Regions from separate parts of the Mus musculus genome. Here region 2 is linked to region 1. The links are chromatin contacts, called in public promoter capture Hi-C maps. All regions are on one chromosome and are shown on one strand. Each heading gives the region's core, a stretch centred on a gene start, on an enhancer-like site or on the middle of the called end of the contact. The rest is flanking DNA. Distances are from core to core; before and after follow the strand shown.

The links. Capture Hi-C pulls out chosen DNA fragments and counts their contacts.
Region 2: a contact with region 1 is called in a promoter capture Hi-C map of adipose tissue. The contact joins two enhancer-like sites. A contact is called at or near these places in 1 of 484 Hi-C or Micro-C datasets (macrophages), 4 of 115 datasets of contacts at active chromatin or transcription factors (double positive thymocytes, embryonic stem cells, intestinal crypt epithelium and 1 more) and 3 of 9 other capture datasets (adipose tissue, liver and pancreatic islet).

The regions. Positions count from the first base shown.
Region 1 is chr2:60,086,709-60,092,390 of GRCm38.p6, forward strand. All of the region lies in intron 1 of Baz2b (bromodomain adjacent to zinc finger domain, 2B), which reads right to left. Among named protein-coding and RNA genes, the nearest start is that of Gm13570, 9.2 kb to the right of the region's middle. Within about 2 kb of position 2,998, at least 62 of the 459 cell types and tissues checked have an H3K27ac peak or open chromatin away from gene starts, as enhancers often do. A contact at or near this core is called in adipose tissue and pancreatic islet, where this site is marked.
Region 2 is chr2:60,169,959-60,175,640 of GRCm38.p6, forward strand. It overlaps a transcript of Baz2b not described here. Among named protein-coding and RNA genes, the nearest start is that of Marchf7, 37 kb to the right of the region's middle. Within about 2 kb of position 2,048, at least 174 of the 459 cell types and tissues checked have an H3K27ac peak or open chromatin away from gene starts, as enhancers often do. A contact at or near this core is called in adipose tissue and pancreatic islet, where this site is marked.

The DNA of each region.
Region 1 (5,682 bases), core at 1,748-4,247:
GGAGCAGAGTACTGACTCCCGTGCACAAAGCGCTCAGAACTCAATGCCTTAGCAGTAACGTTAAGAACAGACCCTAACCTGAACAAGCCAGCAACAAGTCAAACATATGCTCTCAGTTCTCAAAGTTTTATGTACCATAGCAAAGAAAGTAAAACGCTACTATTCTAACCTAAATGAAAAATCCATTTCAGAGGCTGGCCAGGAAGACTAACGGGCAATTATCCAGCCTAACATTGCACAGGCCAAAGAAATAAATACTTAGGATTAAGCTGAACTAGACTGTAGGTACTTTAGACACTTTTTCTATTAAAATAATTTTGTTATGACTAATTAGGAATATTAAACGAATTACTTCTATAGGCTTGGGTTTTTTTCTTCCCCCCTTAGGACTTTAGAATGATGTCATGCTATATAAGAAATCTGGCTTCAGGTTAGCAAGGAATATGTATGTAACTCTGGCCCTTAAATGTGACCTGTTCATGATGTCCTTAGGTGATCCATCAGGACTTCGGTTTACTATACTATAATTAGTAGCTTCACAGGGAAATAGTGAAATTGAGTTAGTTGAAATTGCAAACTATTTTGAGGTACCCAAATAAGAGAAAGGTGTAGGACATAAATAAAATTAATTGCTATGTACATGATGAAACATGCTACTGAAAAACAATCTACGAAAAATATAGGTGAGCCTGAATGACATTATGATCAGTGGAATAAGCCAGTCACAAAGGCAAATGTACTATGACGGTCAAATTCATAGATATGGAAATTAAACAGCTGGGTATGTTTAGTGGGTACAGGGTTTCAGCTGTGAATATGAAATATGTCCTGGTGAGGAACAGGATTATGCTTAAAGCTACTTAATACACATTTAAATGGCTACAATAATAAATTTAATGTTTATGTTGCAACAACAATTTTAATAAGTGTGAAAATCAGGATATAAATCACAAACCAACCTTAAAACCATTATGCTGGTTAGGTTTTTGGCAACTTTACATAGACTAGAATCAAAAATGGAATATCAGGAGCTATTCTATAGACAAGTCTGTGGGACATTTGCATGACTAATGAGGAATGAATGTAGGTAGACTGAGTCCATGGTGGGCAGGGGCACTGTGTGGTCTCTGACTGTGTAAGAAAGCAAAGTGTGTAAGCCACAGGAAGGAAGTAGCAGTCCTCAAAGGTCCTGCTTCCAGTTCCTGCCTCCAGTTCCTGCCTTCGGGTTCTGCCCGATTCCCTGGAACTGTCATAAAGTATTTCCTCCTCAAATTGCTTTTGGTCCTGGTGTTTGTCACAGCAACTGAAAGTACACTACAACAACCTTCTAATTTATTCATTAAAACAATGTCCTAATTTACTCACTTGTTCCTGAACCATTAATTCAATAATTTTCTTATTCTTGGATGTAGTAAATATTTCTGGGTGTTTGTTTTGTTTTGAGGTAAAGGCCGAAGTATAACCTTATTTAAAAACAAAAAACTTGTTTTTAAGGGGGTTAACGCTTTAATCCCCTTGTAGCTCACCACCCACCAGAGATAGTGAAAAAAAAAAAAGAATACAGAGGAAGTGGACCTGCTTAGAAAGATTCTTTGGAGCAACTCCTGTCTGTGTTGTCTGGAAATCAGCAGTTCAGTTCACAGGTCAGCAGGCAGCGGCAGCTCGATCCACTTGCAAACACTTCACAGATACACCAGCAGTCCAGTAACCAGAGTTAGCAACAGCAGTGACACGACCTAGCAGAGCCAGCCAGGCCTCAGCCTCTGCCTCAGCTCAAGTCAGCAGGAGGGACCAACAGGAACGCCAGAAGCTCTGTGCTTCTCTTTGGCAAACAAAGATCAGCAAAGACTGAGCGACCCACAAGTGTAGCACAGCTAGCTTTACCAGCAAGCCAAGCTCTGTCTCCATCACTCTGTGGAGACCTATTTATACCCTCCAAACATCACTTATCCTCCACATGTCTTGCCTCAGCTTGTGCGCCTAATCAGCCCGAGTCTGCAGTCCCAACAACTGGAACTCAACTACGCAATGTAAGGCAGACCAATACATGCCTGTCATTAGCAAAGAATCCTTCACCGCGTGCCCTTTCATGGGCTTGCTTTCACAGAACTACCTGTCTCCTGTGTCTGCTTCAGCGAAATGTTCCTTCATGAGTCTGCCTTAGCCTTTCACACTTGTGTCCACTTTAACAAAACGTTCCTTCTCAAGTTTGCCCCAGCAAAACACATCCAACCAACTTTCCAAAGAGCCCTTAAGTTTCCACTTGACTAACGCTCACAGCCCTTCAGAGTGCTGGGACTACAGGCATGCACCATCATGCCTGGCTAGTGAGTACTGACTGTCTATGTGACCCTGCTGGACCTGTAGCAGGCACAAGACGAGTCTGTCTTTATAAAGTTTACAGTCTAAGTATGATGCTGAATAACAAGGACAGGGAGGAATGGCAAGGAAGGCAAATCTTGTGACCAGGACAAAGCCAGGATGAGGAGATGAACACACGCCATGGCTTCCGCGTGGGAAGTCCTGGGGTTTTTAAAAACAACAAAAATAAATATAATATAATATAATACCAGAAAGTGCGGGGCTGGTATAGAGGAAGTTGAAACTGTAGAAAAGGGAAGCAGAGATCACAGAAGACCAGGAAAGCCCCAACAAATGGATTGGATAGACTCCCGCTCCCAGACGGTATGCTTGACTAAGAATGGTGAGCCTGGCTTTATTGCCCTTTCAGAGTCACTCTAACCACTGGAAAGAACTTCGAAGTCGGGGATAGGACAGGAAAATCAAAACACAGACTAAGTTAGGGGCTCAACTATCACCGGTGTGGGGCAATTGTTGGGATCTGGTCTCTGAAAGGCAAGATGAAAGGTTCATAGTGCAGAATAATTTAAGCAGCTTTGAGGCTCTAGGCTCAATGGGCAGTTGGGAGGAAAGGGGCAGGAACCAAGGACATTACAGTGCCCAGCACTGCGGAGCAGAACGCTGGAGAGGGATCACCGAACCGGAAGTGACGCAGGGGGAGTTGTAAGAATGGAGGGCTCCGTTTTCACAAAGCTAAATAATAAAGTGAAGGGTCACAGGAAAGGCAGCAGGACAAACATGTTTTAAAACAACGCTGCTGGGAAAGCACTAGAGAGCTGAATTCAGCAAGCAAATTTTAATAGTACCCACGCCTGCAAGGTTTTTCCTGGAATCATGAGGACAAAGGCATGTGCAAGGTAACAAAGCAGAAAAGGTCCAAGATGCAGCAGCATACACGAACCTCTGTAAGAGAGTCCCCGTGAAGGAGTGCAGAGGGGGCACTGCAACCTGCAGGAGATGATATCAAACGCCTGCATTTAGTGAACCAGGGCAGCACATCTGTCTGCTGAGGAAAACGATGATGCAAAGCTACAGAAGCATGGTTAATTATTAATAAGCACCTAATAAATACACGAAACTGTCCTGGCGGCTGGAAAATAAATGAATAGAAGATGTGGCTAGTTAAAGGGTTATTTGAGAACTACTGAGAATCTGAGGAGAATATACTACATATAGATAACTAAATTAAAATTTCTTTGGAGACATTATTTTATAATAAAGGCTGTCATGTTGAAAATATTATGTAATGATGTCTCTCATGAGATGAAAACAATGTCCTTCTAAGTGATCCACACACAGCTGTGGGGGATAAAAAGAACGCCACGCACAGCTTTTACTTGGCTGCATACAGTGGGATTTAGATAGGATGCACACCAGACAGGCAGTGATGCATGCAATTAAGAATGACAAGCAGCTCCCTGCCTTTCCCTTTGTCCTCCTCTTATTGACCCATTGCTACGTGTCGATTTTCCTCCTCCCCTGATTCTGTAACTCAGCAAATAGTCAAAGAGCACGTCATTCTTCTAGCAGGCAAGTCTTCTCGGGCTTCTAGGCTCCCCTCTGCTGCATACAACTTCCACCATGTTTCCTTGACTCTAAAAAAAGTTAAAAATTTGGAAACTATAAGAATGATGGGGGAAGGGGGTGGCTGAAGAGATGGCTCAGTGCTGGAAGAGCGCTGACTGCTCTTCCAGAGGTCCTGAGTTCAATTCCCAGCAACCACATGGTGGCTCACAACCATCTGTAATGGGATTTGATGCCCTCTTCTGGTGTGTCTGAAGACAGCAACAGTGTACTCAGATACACAAAATAAATAAATTAATTAAAACAAAACAAAAAGAATGATTGGGGCTGTCGAGATAGCTCAGCAAGTAAGAGCACTGATTGCTCTTCCAAAGGTCCTGAGTTCAAATCCCAGCAACCACATGCTGGCTCACAACCACCCGTAATGAGAGCTGACACCCTCTTCTGGTGCGTCTGAAGAAAGCTATAGTGTACTTATGCATAATAAATCTTCGGGCCAGAGCAAGCAAGAACTAAGTGAGCAGAGTTGACAGGAGCAAGCAGAGGTCCTAAAAATTTAATTCCTAACAACCACATGAAGGCTCACAACCATCTTTACAGCTACAGTGTACTCATATACATAAAATTTTAAAAAATCTTTTAAAAATTAAAAATAAAAATAATCACCTAATTACATATTAGTACAAAGCTAATTTAGGTACCTTACTCAAATTCACATTTACATTTTTCCTTGTAATTATGAGATTCTTTTGCACTTAGTATATCTTTATATTTTGCCCTGAGCTATCAGATAGGAGGCAATTTACAAAGGTTCATAATATATAAAATAAAGAGAGCTGAAGAAGTTGAGAGAAAATAAGATGAAGACAAAATAATGTTGGTATCAAAGACGATGTCACGGTAACCTATGTCCTGGCGACTAGCGTGTGCCTTTACATGTCCCATAGTCAATGCAAAGACACAGCGGGCAGTGCGGCCTCCATGTTAATGTTATTTGCCACACTTATTGTGGGGACAGGACAAACATCTTAAAAGCACATGATACAAGCATGCATTTTGGTGTCAGATGATTTAACTTCTGTCAGGGAATCAATGGTCCAATGCTTGAGCACTTTAGTGCCAGAATGGCATGTTTCAGCTATGATGCCCATCACCATAAATCAAGGATAAGATCTGAAATATCCAGTATGCTATGTGCTTTAATTTTTAAAGTCACGATGTCTTTTGCTGAAATAAATATCCACCTTTTTCCATGCGCGTTGGTGCACACCTTTAATCCTAGCACTCGGGAGGCAGAGGCAGCTGGATCTCTGAGAGTTTGAGGCCAGCCTGGTCTACAAAGGGAGTTCCAGGACAGCCAGGCTGTTCTACAGAGAAACCCTGTCTCAAAAAACCAAATTCACCTTTTAATTGGTTCAGAGTGGGATTCGGGAGGGTTGTAGTTCACACTGATGTATGATCATCACAGTTAATTCCATGTTATTGTATCTACTCCCCACCATAAGAAACACCACGGGGTTAAAGCAGCAGTCCCCTACGCTTCCTGTTGCCCCTGATAAATCCTCTTGCCCTCACACACTAGATATATTGTCCTGTTAATGAGCAAATGATACTTACAGAAAGGCAACAAAAACTTCAAACCATCAGAAAAAAATATTAAATACCAAGATATCAAAACAGGCTGCATCACGTGAAAAACTATCAAAATCAATAGATTACAGACTGAGAAGCAATAACATACTACTTATTTGTCCTCACTTAACAAAGGTAGACAACAAAAGTGCCTCCCAGATAAAC
Region 2 (5,682 bases), core at 798-3,297, 82 kb after region 1:
ACATGAGCAATGACACACTTCCTTCAACAAGGCCACACCTCCTCCAACAAGGCCACACCTCCTCCAACAAGGCCACACCTCCTCCAACAAGGCCACACCTCCTCCAAGGCCACACCTCCTCCAACAAAACCACACTCCCTAATCTTTCTTACAGTTCTACCAATCAGGTCCAAGCATTCAAACATGAACCTATGGAGTCTATTCTCATTCAAACTACCACAGAACCTGTTTCCAACTTCTAATATTATTTCAGTCTATGTGTGCTTTTGCCATTGAGGCATGTTTCTTGCATATAATAAATAGCAGGGAAATTATATTTACTATTTAACTGTGTGTGTGCACATGCGCCTGAGTGTGTGTCTGTGCATCACGTATGTGCAGGAGCCCGGAGAGATCAGAAAAAGATCCCCTGCAACTGGAGACATGGGTAGTTGAGAACTACATGTGGGTAGATCACCAAACTCAGGTCCTCAGCAAAAGCATAAGCGTTCTTAACCACTGAGCCACCTCTCCAGTCCCTGGAAATTATTTTTTAATCCAATCAGGTAGTTTGCATCTTTTGAGAGTTAAGAGCATTTTATGTTATGTTACTATTGAGAAGTATTTGCTGGTTCCTGTAATTCTGTTGATAGTTTTCCTAACTGGGTTAAATACTATTCCATGTTTCTTGTGTGCATCTCCTAGGGGCTCACTGGTATAGTGAGACAGATATGCTGACATCTCTTCTGCCATAAACTTCATTCTTTCCTGGGTCGGTCGATGGATGACTTTCTTCCTCTTCTGTGAATGGCCAGTCCTGGCTGCTGCTTTTTCTTTTATTATTCCTTCCTTCCTTCCTTCCTTCCTTCCTTCCTTCCTTCCTTCCTTCCTTCCTTCTTCTTTCCTTCTTTCAGGGCCTTATATGTCCTTGGTTGGCCTGGAACTTGATTTGTAGATGAAGAAGACCTTGGGTTTCTGATCCTCCTGCCTCCACTTCTTAGGTGCTGAGATCACAGACGTGTGCTCCCTTGCCTAGGTTTATACAGTGCTGCGGATTCCAGAGCCTGGGGCTTCTTAGGCAAACACTTTACCCTGCTTTAGCTCCTGTGTGTAACACTTCTTCAAGCAGGCATTCGCAATGCTCGTGTATTCCTTGTGAATTAATTTAGTTTGTGCTTATACTGGAATTCCATGTCTGGATTGGTTCTCAGAGATAAGTGTGAGACATGGCAGTATTGGTTGTCATTTATTTATTGTTTGCGCTTAAAATGGGTCATTATGTGCTTAGCTGGCTTTATAAACAGGGCATCAGTTTTTACTTGGAACTTACTTCTCGCTGGTGTCCACATCTTTCCCTAGCATCCAGGATTTTTCTGCTATGATTCAGCTGCACATACTTTCAACGCCTTCACTGTGTCTATTAGGGATGTCTGTCTCTCACTCCCTTGACAGAGACAGAATTCTTAAGAATATACTCGATGGTTGTGGTGGTGGTGGAGCACGCCTCTAATCCCAGCACTCAGAGGCAAAAGCAGGTGGATCGCTGAGTTAGAGGCCAGCCTGGTCTACAGATTCCAGGCCAGCCAGGAATACACAGAGAAACCTTGTCTCAAAAAGACCAAAAACAAAAACAAGCACACAAACGAAAAGTTTAGAAATACTTTAAACCTAGTAAAAATCAATTGTTAGAATTGGAATGGCTTCTTCCTAGATCCAGGTCTCCCAGGACTGTGTTTAGGGGAGTGACTGTTGAAGCGTAGTCCTTTGCCATTTTGCCTGCTCTGGCTGTTTTGCCTAGGTTCAAGCCATCCTAGCAGGACTGAAAATGTTTTAAAGATACTTGGGTGCCTTCCCATCATACTATTGAAAACAGTAGTTTCAAGAAATTTGGAATTTTCCAGGGAATTTGATCCTGCGAGAAGAAAAAACCTGGGCACAGTGCCAACCACAGGAGGCGCTTGTCTCTCAGATGGGTATTTACTTCACACAGTCCTGACAGCTAATCACGCCAGTTCACTTCACTGGAGCCAAGCAGTGATGAGCATGACCACACCTTGGCCAGTGTGCTTAGTCATGCACACCCTTGTCTTCCATTTAAGTCTAAGCCTGAGCTGGCAAGCTGGCTCAGTCAGTGACGTGGTTGCCACCCAACCATGAGAACCTAAGTTCAGTTCCTCAGAACCCACATAAAACAAAACAAAACAAAACAAAAGCCTAGGTGTGTGGCGAGATCTTAGACTCCAGGTGTTAAGTGGAGACAGACAGATTCCTGAAGCCTGGCTAGTGACTTAGGGACCTCCAGCTTCAGTGAAAGACCCCATCTCAAAGAATAAAGTGGAGGTGGTGGAGAAAGATATTCCATACCAAGTACCTTCTGGACTGCAAGTGCACATGGACAAGTGCACGCACACACACACACACACACACACACACACACACGCACACAGACAGACAGACAGACAGACAGACACACACACACACACACACTATACAAAAACTCAAGCCAGGAAGCTGAAGATGAATTTGAGGGATGGTTAGTATACCTTTGTTCCTCTTTCCATTCAGTTGTGGCTACATATAATAAATTTCCTTTTTCTGTCTTTAACTATGCTGTGTATGAGTGTTTTAACTGGCCTCTGGAGGTGGGTGGCTGAGCCACGGTGGGGCCAGGCTCTGACCCTAACAACTGTGGTAACAAAGCCAGTCAAGAATCACTTGTCCGTCACACTGCATTCACTATAGATGCCTCCCTTCATTGCACAGCAGAACCCAGTGCTAGTCACACTTAGCTTTGTGGTCTGTGGGGCCAGTAGGTTCTCACTTCCCCTAGACACCACTGTCTTTATGTAGCCTGAATTGGCTAAAGCCCCAGCCAATAGATGTTGTCTGAAGTGTGTCAGAAGCAACCAGCAGAGTTCAGCAGGAGGAGGGAGAACTTGGGAACTCAAACCTCTGTCTGCCAATGTTACTCACAACTTTCCAGTCCCACCCAGTGTAAGAAGCGGAAATGATTACTAAACTGAGGCAAGACAGAGACACTCAGAGCAGAGCAGAGCCCCTTACTCAGAAATCATGTTGATGCCTCTTCCCCTCAGAGATACAAGAATTGCAGCACTATTAACAACTGCTTAGAGCCCTTCTCCCTTCATAGCTATAAACCTGCAATTTCCTAGTAATCTCACCTGAAAGCCATTTATAGGGAAAGGATGTGTCCTAAGCCTGTTGTGTAGCCCTGGTGGCTTCAGAATTTACCTTATGAGACTGAAATTCCATTCAAGTTATGCCCGAATCACCTTATAATATCACTCATCTAAAGAGAGAGAGAGAGAGAAAAGAAAAACAACAAAACAAGGTCTCTTTGCAAACTTGAAGATGTACCTTGCAAACCACCAGAAAGGCATATATGGCCAATGCTGAGACAAGTACAGCGCCCCCTTGAGCCCATACACAAACTTGGCGACTCTGGAGCCCACAGCCATGCTCTCTAGCATGTCTTCTTAGTTTTTTCTGCTGACATGTTTAAAGTCTATATTAAAATATCTTTAATGAAGCAGGGCAGTAGGGGCACATGCCAAATGCCTTTAATCCCAGCACTTAGGAGTCAGAGGCAGGTAGATCTCTGAGTTTGAGGCCAACCTGATCTACAGAGCAAGTTCCAAGATAGCCAGGACTACATAGAGAAACTCTGTCTCGAAAAACCAAAACCAAACCAACCAACCAAAAAACTTTAACAAAAATCTCTGCTTCATACTGGCTAGTCCTGAAATTCTTTCCTACATCCAAACCACAAATCCCAATTTGGCCCGGTTGAGGCCACTAAAAGATTAGTGGAGCTCCTCAGGCTGTGGAGGTTGCCAGCAGAGCGGCCTAAGCCCTGTTGCATCACCTTCTCAATGTGTATGCATCCAACTGCGACAGGCAAGCACACACAGTTTAGAGACTGAGGTATGTGCATCCCTCTTTTCTAATTATGGTCTTGGCAGACCAGCTCCTTTAGCTGCATGCACTGTGCACACAAACTGCTTGGTTGCATGTAACTTTTATTCACCTGAAGTAATTTTGTCCTCTCCAAGGCTTATTGCCTCCATCTGTTAACCTAGGCTTAGTCCTGGAAGCTTCTGGCCTCCATACAATCTAATCTAGGCCTAGAATGTTTTCAGCCTCTGAGACTTGATGTTGAATAAGCTCACCCCTCCCTAGTTCTTTCTGATTTCTGTCTACCTAGTCAACTCAGTTGTTCTGGCCCAAACTCCTTTCCATGCTGATTGATTCAATCTGGTTTCTCTTGGCCTCTCCTGAATTGCTCTGCCTGACCTCATACTAACTTTGGCAATATGTTCTGATGTTCTGAGTCCTTCTCATTCTCTGACTCTTTCCGTCTTCACCTGCATCTAGCTTGTTCTTTCTGTACAACTATATTAGTAAAACTGTCTCCTTCCCTTGTTTCTCTTTATTCATGAGAGTTGGGCATATCCTATTCTGTCAAATCTTTCTCTGGTTCATCACTTTGTCTGCCACTCAAGTAGACATCACTTTTAGACATGGGTGCTTCCTTCTACAAACTAACACTTGACCTTCATTGTTTGAGATCAAAGGTGTGTTACTAAGGGCTGAGCCACATCACTACTAGAAGCAGGGTTTTCCAGTAAACAAGACAATCTTGGGGTTCACAGTGTGATCAAATATCCTACAACACAAATTCCTCTCCAATCAATGTACTCAACTCCAAAGAATGTGCCTGGCAACTAAGTAAAACCCCCACCTATATCAAGCTACCTATTCTCTAGACAATGATCTGTTGCTCTTCCCCTAACAATAACCACCCATACGCTGTTTCTTTTCAAATAAACTATAAATTAAAAGGCAATCCAGTCTAAACTGGCTTTGGGTGCTTGTATATTAATGCAAAACTGTCCTCATGTGAACTTTTAGGGAGGAAAGCCTACTTACCACCTTATGCCTACATATGACTGAGTATGCTTAAGGTTAAAATCTAATGCCTTCTGGGGACACACACAGCAGAAAAATGATTACATGATCCAATCTATCAACCAAAATATAGACCATTAGAAATCACTTGCCGGGCGTGGTGGCGCACGCCTTTAATCCCAGCACTCGGGAGGCAGAGGCAGGCGGATTTCTGAGTTCGAGGCCAGCCTGGTCTACAAAGTGAGCTCCAGGACAGCCAGGGCTATACAGAGAAACCCTGTCTCGAAAAACCAAAAAAAAAAAAAAAAAAAAAAAAAAAAGAAATCACTTAAACCCCATAAAAGGAAACCCCATACAATCATCAGGGCCCTTGAATACTCTGTCACGTGACCCACAGACACTCTTGACAGGAATCTTTTTCTAATCTGTACTACCACTTCATTTTGAAATTATCTTACCACTTCTGCAAATTTCTGTGAGCCTTTATTTTCAGTTCTTTGGACAAACGGCCAAGAACCTGGTAACAGGCATGATGACACAAGCTTTTAATTCTAGCATTTGAGAGGCATAAACAGAACAGAGAGATCTATGAGTTCCAGGCTAGCCATGGCTACAAAAGGAAACCTGTCTCCAACCCAATTGAGCCCAACCACTGTAAAACTGGCCCTTCTGCCGGGCGCGGTGGCGCATGCCTTTAATCCCAGCACTTGGGAGGCAGAGGCAGGCGGATTTCTGAGTTCAAGGCCAGCCTGGTCTACAAAGTGAGTTCCAGGA